2 separate regions of the Pelodiscus sinensis genome follow, and region 2 is linked to region 1. A link is a contact called in public Hi-C data. All regions are on one chromosome and are shown on one strand. The core of a region is the stretch at or near the end of the contact, and the rest is flanking DNA. Distances in the headings are between cores, read along the strand shown.

Evidence for each region. A called contact is a pair of places that touch in the nucleus more often than the background predicts.
Region 2: a Hi-C map of an unstated tissue shows a contact between it and region 1, with 5 times the contacts expected there. The contact joins the promoter of LOC142827423 here to the promoter of BCL2 in region 1. A contact is called at or near these places in 2 of 5 Hi-C or Micro-C datasets (liver and an unstated tissue).

What each region holds. Positions count from the first base shown.
Region 1 is chr2:117,888,952-117,895,922 of ASM4963464v1, reverse strand. BCL2 (BCL2 apoptosis regulator) reads right to left here and starts at 2,453. Exons shown (of 2, transcript XM_006122882.4): 1 at 1,202-2,453. The coding sequence starts at 1,768.
Region 2 is chr2:118,028,064-118,035,034 of ASM4963464v1, reverse strand. LOC142827423 reads right to left here and starts at 3,291. Exons shown (of 3, transcript XM_075923068.1): 1 at 3,184-3,291. The coding sequence starts at 3,291. BCL2 (BCL2 apoptosis regulator) reads right to left here. Exons shown (of 2, transcript XM_006122882.4): 2 at 2,017-6,971. It overlaps LOC142827195 (a long non-coding RNA gene), which reads left to right. Exons shown (of 8, transcript XR_012901701.1): 7 at 6,312-6,925.

The sequences.
Region 1 (6,971 bases), core at 1,204-3,703:
TTTAAAATGACTTATGACAGCCCCCAGACTCATACATTAAGTTTTCTGTTGCAATGAGTCTTTTGCTCCTTGGATTCACAAATGCATTAAGGCACATCATACAAGATTGGTTTTATGCATACTGCAGGAATGAAATGAATAAAAGGAGAAAGCATCTTTCAATTGACAAAACTATTATTTGAGACAGAAACAGATGAGATTTGATTGTATGGATGAAAATGGTAGATTTTCTTTGCCTGTGGTTGAATTATTCCCTTCTAAAACCACCTCAGCCAGAGTTTTGGTTTGTTTTTAATCCCTGGAATTCATAAAATACTTCTTGCCTTTGGAATACACCAGGTTAAAGTTTTGGTTTGTTTTTAATCCCTGGAATTCATAAAATACTTCTTGCCTTTGGAATACACCAGGTTATAATAAATAGCATGCACTCTCCAGAAAACTGTCAGAGAAAGTTCCTCCCCACACTTTATTCTGCCTAACCTGAAATTGATTCAACACAAGCACTAGAAAAAGACAATTTAAAAATATTACTTTTAGCGTATGCAGTAAAATCTTTCTAATATTTTTATGTTATAAACACCAGATGATGCTCAGTTTAAACACTGCTCCATCTGATGATCTGTAATATAGAGTTCTCCTGCTTACAGCATTCTTGACTAACATGAGCATATACACAAAACACACACGCTTTCCTTTTCCCTCAACCTCATTCAAGCATTAGGCTATAGCATCATTCCTAGATATGTCACTGCTTTTCTTTCCCACACTGCTCTGTGAATCCATTCTACCATAGCGCAACATATACATATGATTTCAATGGTTAAAGTACATTGAAACAGAATGGAGAACGCTCACTGCACCAGCCAACAAGAAAGTTTGTTTTCAGTGTGTGCACATACATGCATACACCTCTTACCCAAGCTTTTAGCAAAGGATGGGGAACTGTGACCACTCCCACACCAAAACTCTAACTCCTGCATGACATGACATTCCAGAAGCTCCACACCAACAACAGCTATGCTGATAAACACTATAGTAACACAGACCAAAACACTGCCTTGCATTATGTCAATTAAAGTATATTATGATATTCATATTCTGGTCTATATAGGTTGCTATACTGCTTGCATCACTATAGTATGTGACCACATTGATGGAAATTCTACCATAATTTACAGAGAAAGAAATACGGGACACTTACCCAACCTCCATTGTCCTGGATCCAGTTGTGCAAGTGTCTGTTCAGGTACTCAGTCATCCACACAGCAATACTGTCCACAAGAGGCGACATCTCCCGGTTGACACTCTCCACACACATCACGCCACCAAATTCAAAGAAGGCCACGATCCTTCCCCAGTTAATCCCATCTCGGAATAGCTCCTCCACCACCGCCACAAAGCGCCCCCTGGCCGTGAATGGGGTCAAGTGCAGCTGCCCAGACATCTGGGCAAAATCTCTGTGATAGCGGCGGGAAAATTCATCTCCGGCTTGGCACAGAGTCAAGTGAACAGCCTGTGGTGCTGAGCGCAGCCCATCACCAAGGGGCACATTACTAGCAGCAGCCGAACCAGGGGGTTCAGGCGGCAAAGACACCAGCCCAGCATGGTCAGATGGGGTCCCAGCAGCAGCAGGAGGAGAGAGACTTGAAGAAACTGGTCCTCTGTTTTCATTGGCAGCCCAATCATACCCCCTCTGTGACAGTTTGTAATGGATGTACTTCAACACTATCTCCCGGTTATCATAGCCTCTTCTCCCAGGATGAGCCATAATTTCCAACAAGGACGAAGGAGAGAGGAAGAAGAGGAGAAGAATGAACCCAAAAAAGTAAAGTAGCCAATAACAATAATACCAAAAATTATAATCCAGTTATTGTATTTGATGTGGTTTCATTCATGATGGTAGCTCTGAGGTCTCAGAGGTACTTTCGACTTCTCGGTTTGGATGCACGTGTATTTTATTTCCAGAAGCACATGTTTACTTATTATATACTTATTTTAGAAACATTTTCTTCTTGATGCTGAAATACATTTTTTTTAAAAAATATCTCATACTTATTCAAAACAAGGTGCATACGTTCCCCAAGGTGCTGAACAAGCACATGTGAATGAAGGAGTTGAAGAACATAGACTGCAAAAACTGCAATTCAAACTGATTTGTTCAACAGCCTTGGATGAATATTAATCCAATACACTTTAAACTAAAAAATCTCAACACTGTTTTTTTTTTAATTACACAATGTAAATTTGCTGTGAAAAGTACTTACTTGAACTATAAATATGTTCCTCTGTCAAGTTTCCTTTAAAAAAATCAGAAGTCTTCAGACACATTAAGTTCTGGCTGCTTTGATGCTTCACAAGATCAAATCACCAAGGGGACAGGAAAGGGACAAAAACAAAACCCTAAGGATTTCAAAAAATATTTCCCCGCCTTCTGTTAAACAGACCTCTCCAAAGACATGTCAAAGCTCAGAATATCCAGCCTCAGAGCCCAGGAAAAAGAACAACCCAAAACAAAAAACAAAATTGTGAAGAGCAGATGAAACACACCTTTGACTCCAAGCTCTTGCAGAAGTGCTGCTGTGCTTTCCCCTCCAGTGCAAGGTACAGACACATGCAATTGAATACATGTAGTTTCATTCAGAGGCTGATCCCTAGGTGCAGCCCAGCGCTCCCACACACACACGTACACCCACACACTCAAAAAGGGAGCATCAAAATTGTGGCGGTTGCCTGAACTCCCGGGAGCAAATGCCTTCCCAAAGCAGCTTTGTTTGTATAAAAAAGGAAGAAACCCCCACTGTGCAGAGGAGGGAAGAGGATGGGGGCGTGTGTGGAATATTATTCATACAAATTAGGACCGCAGCTAGGAAGTTGTTCCCCGCTCCCTTTTCCCGCCCCAGCACCGGCAGCCTTGTCAGCCGCCCGGCAGAGCAGCCCCCTAGTCTGTCTGCAGTGGTGCTGCTGGAGCGCCAGTCCGTTCCGCGTCGCTGTGGCGGCCGGGGAAGCACAGGCACAGCGCGGCGGCAAGAGGAGGAGGGAGGCGGAGCGGAGCCCAGTGGCGGGGAGGAGACGGGCCGGGAGAGGCCCGCGCAGGAGGGGCGGGATCCCGAGAGCTCCACCTCGCTGTTCATTCAAGAAACGGGGAAAGGAAGGAGGCGATCGGCGTATCCCTGGCGGGGCGGGCCACATGCCCCGTGCGTGGCCGGGAGCAGCCTGCCGGGCTGCCTGCATGCTCGGCCGGCCGGGGTGTATGGAGCGGGGCTCCCTGGGAAAGGGAGGCGGGAGCGGGAAACGCACCGGGTGGCTCCTTGCTGTGGGCCGGGGCTGCAGCCACGCAGGGCCAATGCTGCGCTGGGCGTCGCGGGCCTGCTCCCCGCCGGGCGGTGCAAAGCCAGGACCGCGCGCTGCTCGCGGCTTCCCCTTGGCGCCGGCGGGGGCGGAAGACGCAGGCGGCTCCGGGGAGGCTGCGGGAGGCGCTGCTGCCTGCGCTCTTACCCAAGGCCGGCCCGGGCGCCGCGCCGGGGAGACGAGCCAAACACAACCCCCCAAACCAGCGCCGAGGCCTGGTGCCGGCAGAGGTGGAAAGAGGCCGGGTTGATACCTAACCCGAAATCCCAGCCAGCCCTGTGATGAGTTATGGGCTAGACGCTTCCGGGGCATGGCAGTGAAAGAGCAACCTGAGCGCGCTCCAGCAATGCTCTTACTTTCTCACTGACACACTGAGCCGGGAGGTGCCCGACTATATCAGCTGCCAACTTTAGGGGGGGGGGGCTCACCTCACATTAAGTGCTGGACATTTCTTCCCTCACTCATTTTTGTGCTTTCCATTTGGAGGGGGAATGCATTGCTGAAACCATTTGGAGTGAAAAGCTCTGCTCGTGGTGTAGGGGAATCCCTTTTGATCCTCCCCACTCGTGAGGATTAAGGACTGTTGAGTGGCAAAGACTCCAGACACACCATTAAGCGAACCTGGAAAGGTAGCAAGATGAGAAACATTTTATTGCAGAAACACACGCTCAAAGAAAAACTTAAAAACAACAAATGGTCCGGTAGCATTTTAAATACTAACAAAACATGTAGATGGTCTCATGAGCTTTCCTGGGCACAGCCCACTTCTTCAGATAACCAGAGTGTTGGATGCCCAGAACAAAAATAAATAGGGGAGGGGGGGAGAAGGAAAAAATAGGAGAGGGGGAAAAACAAGAAGATATAGTGGGTATAAAAATATCAAGGGGAAAGCTCAGCTGGAATGTAACAGGAAAAACAGTCTATAAGCACTTAAAGACTGGATAGTCAAAAGAGGCAGATAAGAAAGATGACTTCTAAGTTAATGACATGTTCATTGACCTTTTTGGCCTTTTTCACTAGCCCATGTGGTTTTTCTTCATTACTCCTTTGAAAATATTTTGGGGGCTATCATCTTAGATCCCCTTTGTGCAAATCCTTGTTCCTGGTTATTGTGCTTATTACTCTAATAGTCCAAATCTACCATCCCAGTTAGCACCATGCTATATAGTAAAATGTCTTCTAGGGTCTGTCTGTCCTGATCCTGCAGGGATTTATACACTTGCTTAATCTTATGCACATGAATAGCTCCACTGAGATCTAGACTCTATAGGACTACCTATATATAAAGTTTAATGCATGCATAAATCTTTCCCAAATTGGGGTCTTAGTTTGTACACAGTGTAGATTCTTGGAGTGGGAGGGGGGCAAGATAAATAAAAAAAATTGAGAGCAAATTAATCTAGAGACTGATTCAACACACACTTAAGATTACAGGAATCCTGCTGGGAAATGGGGTAAAATGCACTAGTGAAAAATCAACACTACTATTTTCCCTTGTTTACACCAGGGCTGTGTCTACACTGCAGGCTTCTTGTGCAAGAATGACTGTTCTTGTTCAAAAACTTGCAGAGCATCCACACTACAAGCCCATTCTTGCACAAGAAAGTTTACAGTAGCTAGAAGAGAGGGCTTTTTGCGCAAGAGATGGAAACAGGGAACCTCTATGGCTAAAATGGCCAGCAGAGCTTTCTTGTGCAAGAGAGCATCCACACTGCCATAGACCCTCTTGCTCAAAAGCACATCTCTTGTGCAAAAGCACATGGCAGTGTGGATGCACCCTTGTGCAACAACTCAAAGCACATCTCTTGTGTAAAAGCCCATGGCAGTGTGGATGCGCTCTTGCGCAAGAACTTTTGCACAAGAACTCTTGTGCAAAAAGTTCTTGTGCAAAAAACCTGCAGTGTAGACATAGCCCAGGGGTTTATAGTACAGCTACACTGATGGCTGGACACCCATGGTTGAAATTAGAATAAATCTCCAGTGTACACAAGATCAAAGTTAAATGAGAGGTGAAGGTACTTGGCACATCTAAGTATCAGGTTGTTAGCGTGAAAGGACAGAAACAGATTGCTAGAATGTTTAAAATGTTATTCTAAAGGATTTTCCTGTATCAACGCAAAATCTCTGTAAATCCTGAAGAATTAAATGAAAGGTGTTAACTGGAATGTTACCAACTATAGATCTAGATGGGAAACATATTTGAAATTTAAGATGAGAATTTGCTTGAATCCACAATCCCCGTCCTTTATTGGACCAACTTTTACTGGTGAGAGAAACAGTCTTTTCAGCTTGCCAAGAGCTTGTCTTCAGGATTAAGAAACATACTTTGAGTGTAACAGCTAAATACAAAGTGAAGCAGATTGTTTAGCAGAGACAGTTAAGACATATTTCAAGGGACCATTCAAAGTGAAGTGGCTGGTTAATACTTTTCCAGTTGTGGGAATGAAAAACTGGGAGCAGCGAGGAAGGTTGTTAATGTGTTATAGATTGTTGTAATAAGCCAGGACTCCAGAGTTTATTTTTAACATGTAGAAAAGTTATGAATTTACGCTCCCAGGTTCATCTTTTGATAGTGTTGTGCAGGTTTCCTTTGAGGATGGAGTACTGATAAGTCAAATAGAGAACAATCACTTTGAGAAAAAAAATTCATTCACATTTTTCTAACTAAGCCATTGTAAATTCACTAATGAAAGTTTTCTTACCACTTGTTGCCACCTGGTGGTTGCTTCTCCTTTAAAACATTTTGAAGTCACTGTTAAAGTGCTACATTGTCCTGCATTTTGCTTCAACTACCCCAGACTAACACGGCTACATTTCTATCACTATGGTGCTTGAGAGTTATTTTAAAGAGGCAGTATCAACAACTTGTCAAGTTTTAAATGTAGTTTCAGTTGCTAGTCATGCCCCCGAGCACCTCCGCTAAGTTTTGGAGCTCTACAATTACTTTTTCCTTTATTCTCTCTGGAACTGACTATGTAAGAGGGACAATGATGACTATGTGCGAAGAGTGGTCAAATATACAACATAAACAGGAAAATACAGAAATTGTAGTTGCTTTAAACTCATTTTTAGACATTTGATAGCATCAAAGATGCTAAGTTAAACAAGTCAGACTGCTGGTGGTTTGTAAACTGTTGCATCACTTTAATGTTAGTGTTTTTCAAAATAAATACCTAAGAAGAAATATTATTATTTGGGAGAGCTAAGCAGTTGTGTTTTTATAGTCTGTAATTATCAACAAACCTTGAGAGCCCTACATCCTAAAATGTTAGCTAACGTGTTACAGCAGTCTAGTATAATTAAAAATCCCACTGATATGGATTCAAAACTTATTCAGATATAGAAGTTGGATGACTGCTGGAAAATTCTGTTCCATGGTACACCACATGATGAGTACATCTGCTAATTTCTTTTAGGATGAGAAGTGTCTTGTGTTTATTTATCTGAAAGAATTTTAAAAGGAAGCAGAGCATGTAGTAGGTCAAGTGAACTGAAGCCAAATGGACAATGGTAATGCAGAAAGAAGCAACTGCTAATGGGTTATAAAATGAAACCTTACTCCCCAATAGTTTTGTCATAAAGGGAATCATAATTTGTTAACAGTGCAGTTCCACTTATGGTAT
Region 2 (6,971 bases), core at 2,042-4,541, 140 kb before region 1:
GTTGGTCTGGTAGCCTACCCTTGGCGCAGCGGGACCAACCCGGTAGCCCCCCAGCTGCTCTACCCCAGGCGTCCTGATTCAGCCGCTGCTGAAACTGACCAGCGGTGAGAAAAGCCTGGTCTGCTGGGGGGGGGGGGGGAGAGTGACGGATGCACTAGCTGCGCCCCCCCCCCCAAGCAGACCAGGCTTTTCTTGCTGCGGAGGACGGGGGCGGCGGGACCGCGGCGTGTCTCGGCGGTCCCGCTGCCCACGTCCTCCGCGGCGAGAAAATCCTGGTCTGCTGGGGGAGTGGTGCACTAGCTGCGCCCCCCCTCCCCCCAGCAGACCAGGGAGACGCGGAGCAGCTTTTCTCGCCGCGGAGGACGCGGGCGGTGGGACCGCCGCAGCGCGTCTTGGCAGTCTGCTGGAGGGGCGGGGGGGGGGGGGGGCGCAGCTACTGCGGGGTGAGTCACCCCGTTCGTAAATAGGGATCCGACATAAGTCGGATCCACCTAACCCGGGGACTGCCTATATGTGTCTATCACTGTGGTACAAGATTCACATTTGGCCCCAGAGAAGAAAGAATTTGGATAAAAAATATAAAGTGTTTGCCTGGAAATTAAGTGCCACAGATTAAGCTGCTAATACCTTTTATTACACTTATTTTAAAAACTATATTTCATTCTTTTTTTCTAGGAGCATTTCTTGTAGCATTATCAGATAATTCTGCTATTTGCAACACTGAGGCACCTTTGTCTTTAAAAAACTGGATCTTAGCTCAAACAACTCCTTTTTGGTATGCCTGTTTTTTAGGTCTCCTCTGGAAGATTCCCAGGTTGCTTGATACTTGATTTATCTATTTTGGAAGAATGAAAACTGAATTGACTTATGTGCTGGGACCTGAACCCATAATTCCAGAACGCCTAGGTGTAGGATAAAAACTGAAGTTCAGACACACTCTTTGAATAATCTTAGCTAAGGTTTAGTCCTTCAAACACTTAAACTATAGTTCTGCAATGATCTTTGTGTATACAAACACCTGTTTTAACAAGGTACTTGGTGTGAGTGCCAAAGTCCACCTCAATCTTGAATATTCAAAAGTCACGAGTTGGGTCCTCAAAAATAATGAAATTGGCTTGAAAAATTACAATATTTAAAAACCCACACATTTAAAGTTCTGTTTGCCTTCTTGCTTTGAATCTTTCAAGCTTCTCTGGGTAACCATGAAGGCTAGAAACCCAATTCACATGACTCCAGTATCTAGGACTTTAGGAAAATCATCAGATGTTAAGAGATTTATAATTAAAATCATGTGAGCTGGAACTGCTTCCACAGAGCTCATTGGAGGAGGAGGATTTTAATATGCAGCCTAGCATGTTAATACAACTAGTGAGTAGTAAACTCTTCACTCTATTATTTACAGGATTAAATTCGTGTTTGCTAATAGTGGAAAAAGTAATATGGTACTAACAGTTCAAATGCTTAAGAAGTAACTCACAGTGTACTTTATTATTTCTTCACAATATTAACTAGACAGAAGTTTAATGGCAACATGTTTATAACAATTAAAACACAAAGAACAATCATATTAAACAATATAAACTAGCAAACTACCGTACATATACCATCCAAGATAATGGATAAATTATATCTGCTTATTTACAATGATGCTGGTGATACTTAAAAGTCAAATATTAAAAAGAAAAATTCTATTTAAATAACGAAAAAATACATTGTGTGTGTGTGTGTGTGTTAATGCTTTATAACAGGGTTGTTAGGATTTCAATTCCAGGAGGAAGGTGCATTAAGTTTTACCATAGGAGCACACTTAAAAAAATGTTTTTGGGATTAAATTGATTCTCTAGCCTCCTTATTGTTTTAAAAATATATAGGAATGAAAAATAACACTCAATATTTATGCTTTCAGAAGATATTTATATTCCCAAAAAGTGACTAAAAAAACATTTAATTTATCATAATGGAATAAGGCGGCATCATTAACATAATGTGAATTAATCCTTTTGCTATCTTGTTTAAAAAAAAAAAAAAACCAAGCTCTTTACAGATGCAACTTCATCACACTTTTCATCAACATTTTGAAACAACAAGAAGTCCTGTGGCACCTTATAAACTAGCAGATTTATTGAAGCATAAGCTTTCATGGGTCTTTACCCACGAAAGCTTGTGCTAAAATGAATCTGTTAGTCTCTAAGGTGCCACAGGACTTCTAAATGTTTATGCAGATTTGGACTAACATGGCTACCCACCCCTCTGATACTTGTCAACATATTAAAAGGTTTTTTTGGATATTAAATTAGTGCAGGTGCATAGCCAACACACCACCTTGCCAAACTCCGACTGAGGTGAATAGGTGGTTTGTGTATGAAAGGTCAAGATGTTTCTGGCCCATTACCTGCACTCTATAGCATCCCATATTGACTTTTGCATGCAAAAAGTCTGTTTCCAGACTATAGCTGTGCTTCATTAGGAAGCATTCTCCAGGAAGCTGTGCTATCACAGATCACAACTGGAAACTAAAAATATGTTAATTGTACTCATGGGTTAATGCACAAACATGTATGATTGTTTTAAATCCACTTTTTGGACTACTGTGGCCAAACTTCTGCATCATACAAGACTGTGTATACAACCCCCACTCTAACTGCCTTTCAGCCCTCACTGGCCCCCTTTGTTCTGTAGCTTCAATTACCACAACATAAGTTATTCCATTGTCAGAGCCAATGACTTAATTATTAAGAAACATCCTTTGGCTCATCTGATTTCTCAATACTTAGTTTTAGGCTCTTTCCCCTTGTTTCAGCACTCTTACTATGTAAACAGGTCCTTCATTTTCACTATTTTATTTAATTTTCCCTAGGAACTTATGTTTATTACAACAAAATAGGTGAAAATCAGTGCAAAAACTATTAATTTTTTTTGGGGGGGGGTAAATATTGGGATTTACTTTGGTGGTTTGAAAGACTGGGGGCAAAGGAGTATTCAGTAGATGCTTTCAATTCTGTTCATCAATGAGATTTGCTGCAGATGCTAAAACACAATGCCACTTCTGAGAAAACAATTTAAAAAACAACATAACATTAAGTCTGAAATAAAACTTTTCATTTGAATAAACAGTTTGGACTTAGCATTATTATCATATAAACATTTACATTTAATAATTGGAACACACGATTTGCAGCTAACGATGTCATCCTTTTTTCCAGTTTTTCCTGTTACTTCCTTGTGTTCTGAAACACATTCTGCTACAGATTTGTTTTCTTCCCATGTTAGTGCAGCAGATCTTAAAACCATTATCTGCTAGCGGCTTGAAATGCATACACGGTGGGTGTGAGACCCATCACTATGTTCAGATGCCTACCCACATGCTTCAGACCTTGCATATGTGTGTTTGTTGTGTGTATCTTCTAGACTAATACATAGCCTTACTTCAACCAGCAGCTTTGCAACTATACACAGACTAATGTATCCATCATAATACATATCTCTCTTTCAATGTATTGTAATTTCATGATAAAACATGGATTTTTATGTGGCTCGCTCATACAAAAATGGACTGAAAAGAATAGTACTTTTTGTAAAACCCAACTTTTTTTTGTAAAAAAATGTTTAAATGGAAAACAAAGGGACTTATCTGTTAATTAGGAAACCATAACAAATCTTAGATAATCTTATGAAGTTTTCCTTTGTTTAAAATATTTGTTATTGAAAATCAAAGCTAAAAAGAATTAATGGACAAAAATTGTGGTATAGGAATGTCAAATAGCTGATCTGGTTTGTAGATGAGTGTTGCTAGTATTAACAAGGCTTTACTTATAAAAGCCCCTCCCAGCAAGGATTTGTTAACCTTTTACTTTGTTTATCCTCACTACCTATCATTCTTTTTCATCTACAAAAAAGGTGGCCAAATCTCATATATACTATTATCCTTAGTCATAGATCACTGAAATATTTTCATCTTCTCTCTACACCTTTTTATGTGTTGTCCCTTGGTTCCCCATAGCCAAGTAACTTTAGAAGTGCAACTTTTAATATTTTTAGCTTCTTATAAATTGCCCCCAGGACTGATCGGTGGTGAGCGAAGTGATTTTTAATTGTATTGTAGTCTTGGAGTATGACTGTAAGGCCCTGCATTTTGTAGGAAAAGTTTTGTTTCATATGGTAACAAACAAAATGGAAGAGACAGGAATCCCTGTGAAAGCAAGACAGTTGAAGGAGATGTTTCAAACAAGTTCAAGCTTTTATATACATTCAATGTTTCTAGTATGGTGATTAATAATAAATGCATCATCAACTGTCCTTACAGCTAATGCAGCCATAATATTGTACAATAATGCAGTCAGTATAGGAAAGCTCCATTATCTGTTTAAAAAAATAACCATTAACAGTTGCCTTGACTTTTTTAACTTATTAACTAATATACTGGGAATCCCAGTGAATAGATACAATAGAACACAAATTGGCAGCATCTACATAATCATCTTGGTAATGTAACTATTTCATATTACTTCTAAAGCAGCTTTGAAAAATCTTGCCACTGGAGGACACTCCAAAATAAACTCTCTCCAAATTATCTTGGTAATATAGCAGCACAGGAATTTATAGTCACTCTTTTTTTTTGTTTTCTGATACTGTAAACCTTCAATAAACAATCCAACATTGAAAAAGTTCAAGGTCAAATCATTTATTATTTTTAAAGGGGGTTAAAGGGCACATACTACAATGAAGATTAGATTATGAAATGTGAATTGAAACAGTATAATGCCAATTCTAGTTCACATTTGTACCTCGCTCTCCATAAATTAAATCTGCTAGGTGGAAAATCAAGCCCACAGTCAGTTCCTATTGTGTGGTTCCCTATTTTAAATATTTTTCATAAGTGCCTTGCACAAATGCACACAGTTTAAACATTTCAGATATTTTTACTCAGCAGAGTTTAAAAATAGATCACATTTTCTTTAGAAACATTTGTTTCATTAAATGCTTCTGTAAAATTAAAATAATTGCAAATTAGGAATGTGAAAGTGTAACCATGTAAAGGGTAAACCAGTGAGCCTAAGCTCATCAGTTAATGTTCACGGTTTCATGTTTTATCCCGTTACGTGGGGGAGCTGACTTAAGCTGGCTCCTGTGTGCGCACTGCTCCAAGGGAGCTGCCAGCCTCCGCATGATGGTGCCTCTCTATCAGAGGCAGCAACACATGGTGGCAGACAGGAGCTGGTACATATGGGAGCAGTCTTAAAAGCTGGCTCTCCATAAGTACCAGCTCCCAGGGCTGCAGGTAGAAGCAAGTATGCACGGGGAGCTATCTTAAAAGCCAAATTTCCATGAACACTGACTCCCTGGTAGTCAACTGCCATCCCACGTGTAACCATGTAACCGCTGACATTTTCAGCAGTTAAACGGTTACTTCGTGACACACATTTTAACATCCCTGTTGCAAATTTGAAATGCAAGACTCACTCCATCTTTGCCCATAGACCATATAGGTGCCATGACTAAATAGCAATAAAAATGCTGAGATGCACAAATCTAAAAATAAGCAGCTTTGAAGACGAGACATCAATTACAACCTTAACGATGAACATATTACATTCCTAAGTTACTGCAGATATTTTGCATTTAATGCCACAGTTATATCATTGACATCTCAAGGTTGACTATACAGTTTTTCATTGTATTTTTTTCACTTTGAAAATACTTGTATGTTGTTATTGTACTTGTATCCAGAGCTTTCTAACTTGTCCCTGGACGTACATTTAGCTACAATTTCCATATTTTGAAAGTTTAATAGTAAAAAAATAAAAATACTTGACTTCGCTGTTTTAAAGTGGAACTCATAGAAGCCAAAAGCTTGTTAAAACCGACTTTGATGTATGTTGACATGACTGCATAAATCCTGGAACCATACATGTTAGACACTTTAAAGCTGTGTATTCTGAATTAATCTTATATAAATTGCAATTATTGTCTGAGAAGCCAACTCAGTCCATCCTTTCTCCTTGCTTATTCTCCCCGGAAGTGACAATAGGCATCTAAGGAATCTGGATGTCAGTGAGTCTGTCCAGCTAAAAGATTAGGATAATTTCTTCATCTTCTTTATTTCTGTAGAAAGTCTTAAGAAATTATCATGAAATACTTTGACTGTAGGGGTGAGCTGCAGGAAAAAAATACAGATCATCTGACTTCTTTTTTTAGGAAAATGAATGTGATTTTGGTGCTCAATTTGATAAACAAGTATAGTTGGAGTTAAACTGGAATTCAGATCATGTCTCATTCTTGCCAAATAAATTTAAATGTTTTTCTACTTTCAGGGATTTAGAGACAAAACTGAATTGGTTTCAAAACCCTGGAGGAGCTCAGCAAGTAAACAGGTCAGGATCAGTTGCTGATATGAGCCCATTAAAATGGGACACAAGTCAGGACTCTGGACTCCAGCTGTGCTCTGTAGAGGCAGGCACTTATGGTCTCATGGTTTCTGTGTATGTAGCTATAAAAGACATTTAACTGCTGAGGAAATAATTGAAACAGTAATTTCTTGCATGTCCAAAGGATTTCATTTCATGCACTCAAAGAATATCTGAATTAACGCATCCTTGTTTTAAGATGATATTGTTATGATTATGATGTATTGGCACAATTTGGTAGCATAAACACTTTCATAAAATATATGTATTCATATTTCAAACTGTTGTCCTGTCAGGAGACTCCACTAGATGGCTGTCCTTCGAGAAGTTAGTATTCTGACATCAAGTATGTACCATATTGAATTGTATACTCATGTCAGTGCTTGCAACTGAAAATAATTATAATTCACTCCGACTTTTTTAGGATTTTATCCCCTTGGATCTGTGAGGAATTGTAAGAAAATCAACACAATTACACAGCCTAAAGCAGCCCAAGTAACTGCTCCCCCAAGAGAAAGCAGGTAGGTCTTTGTCAGTATATTTAAATCACCCAGCTGCATTATTTTT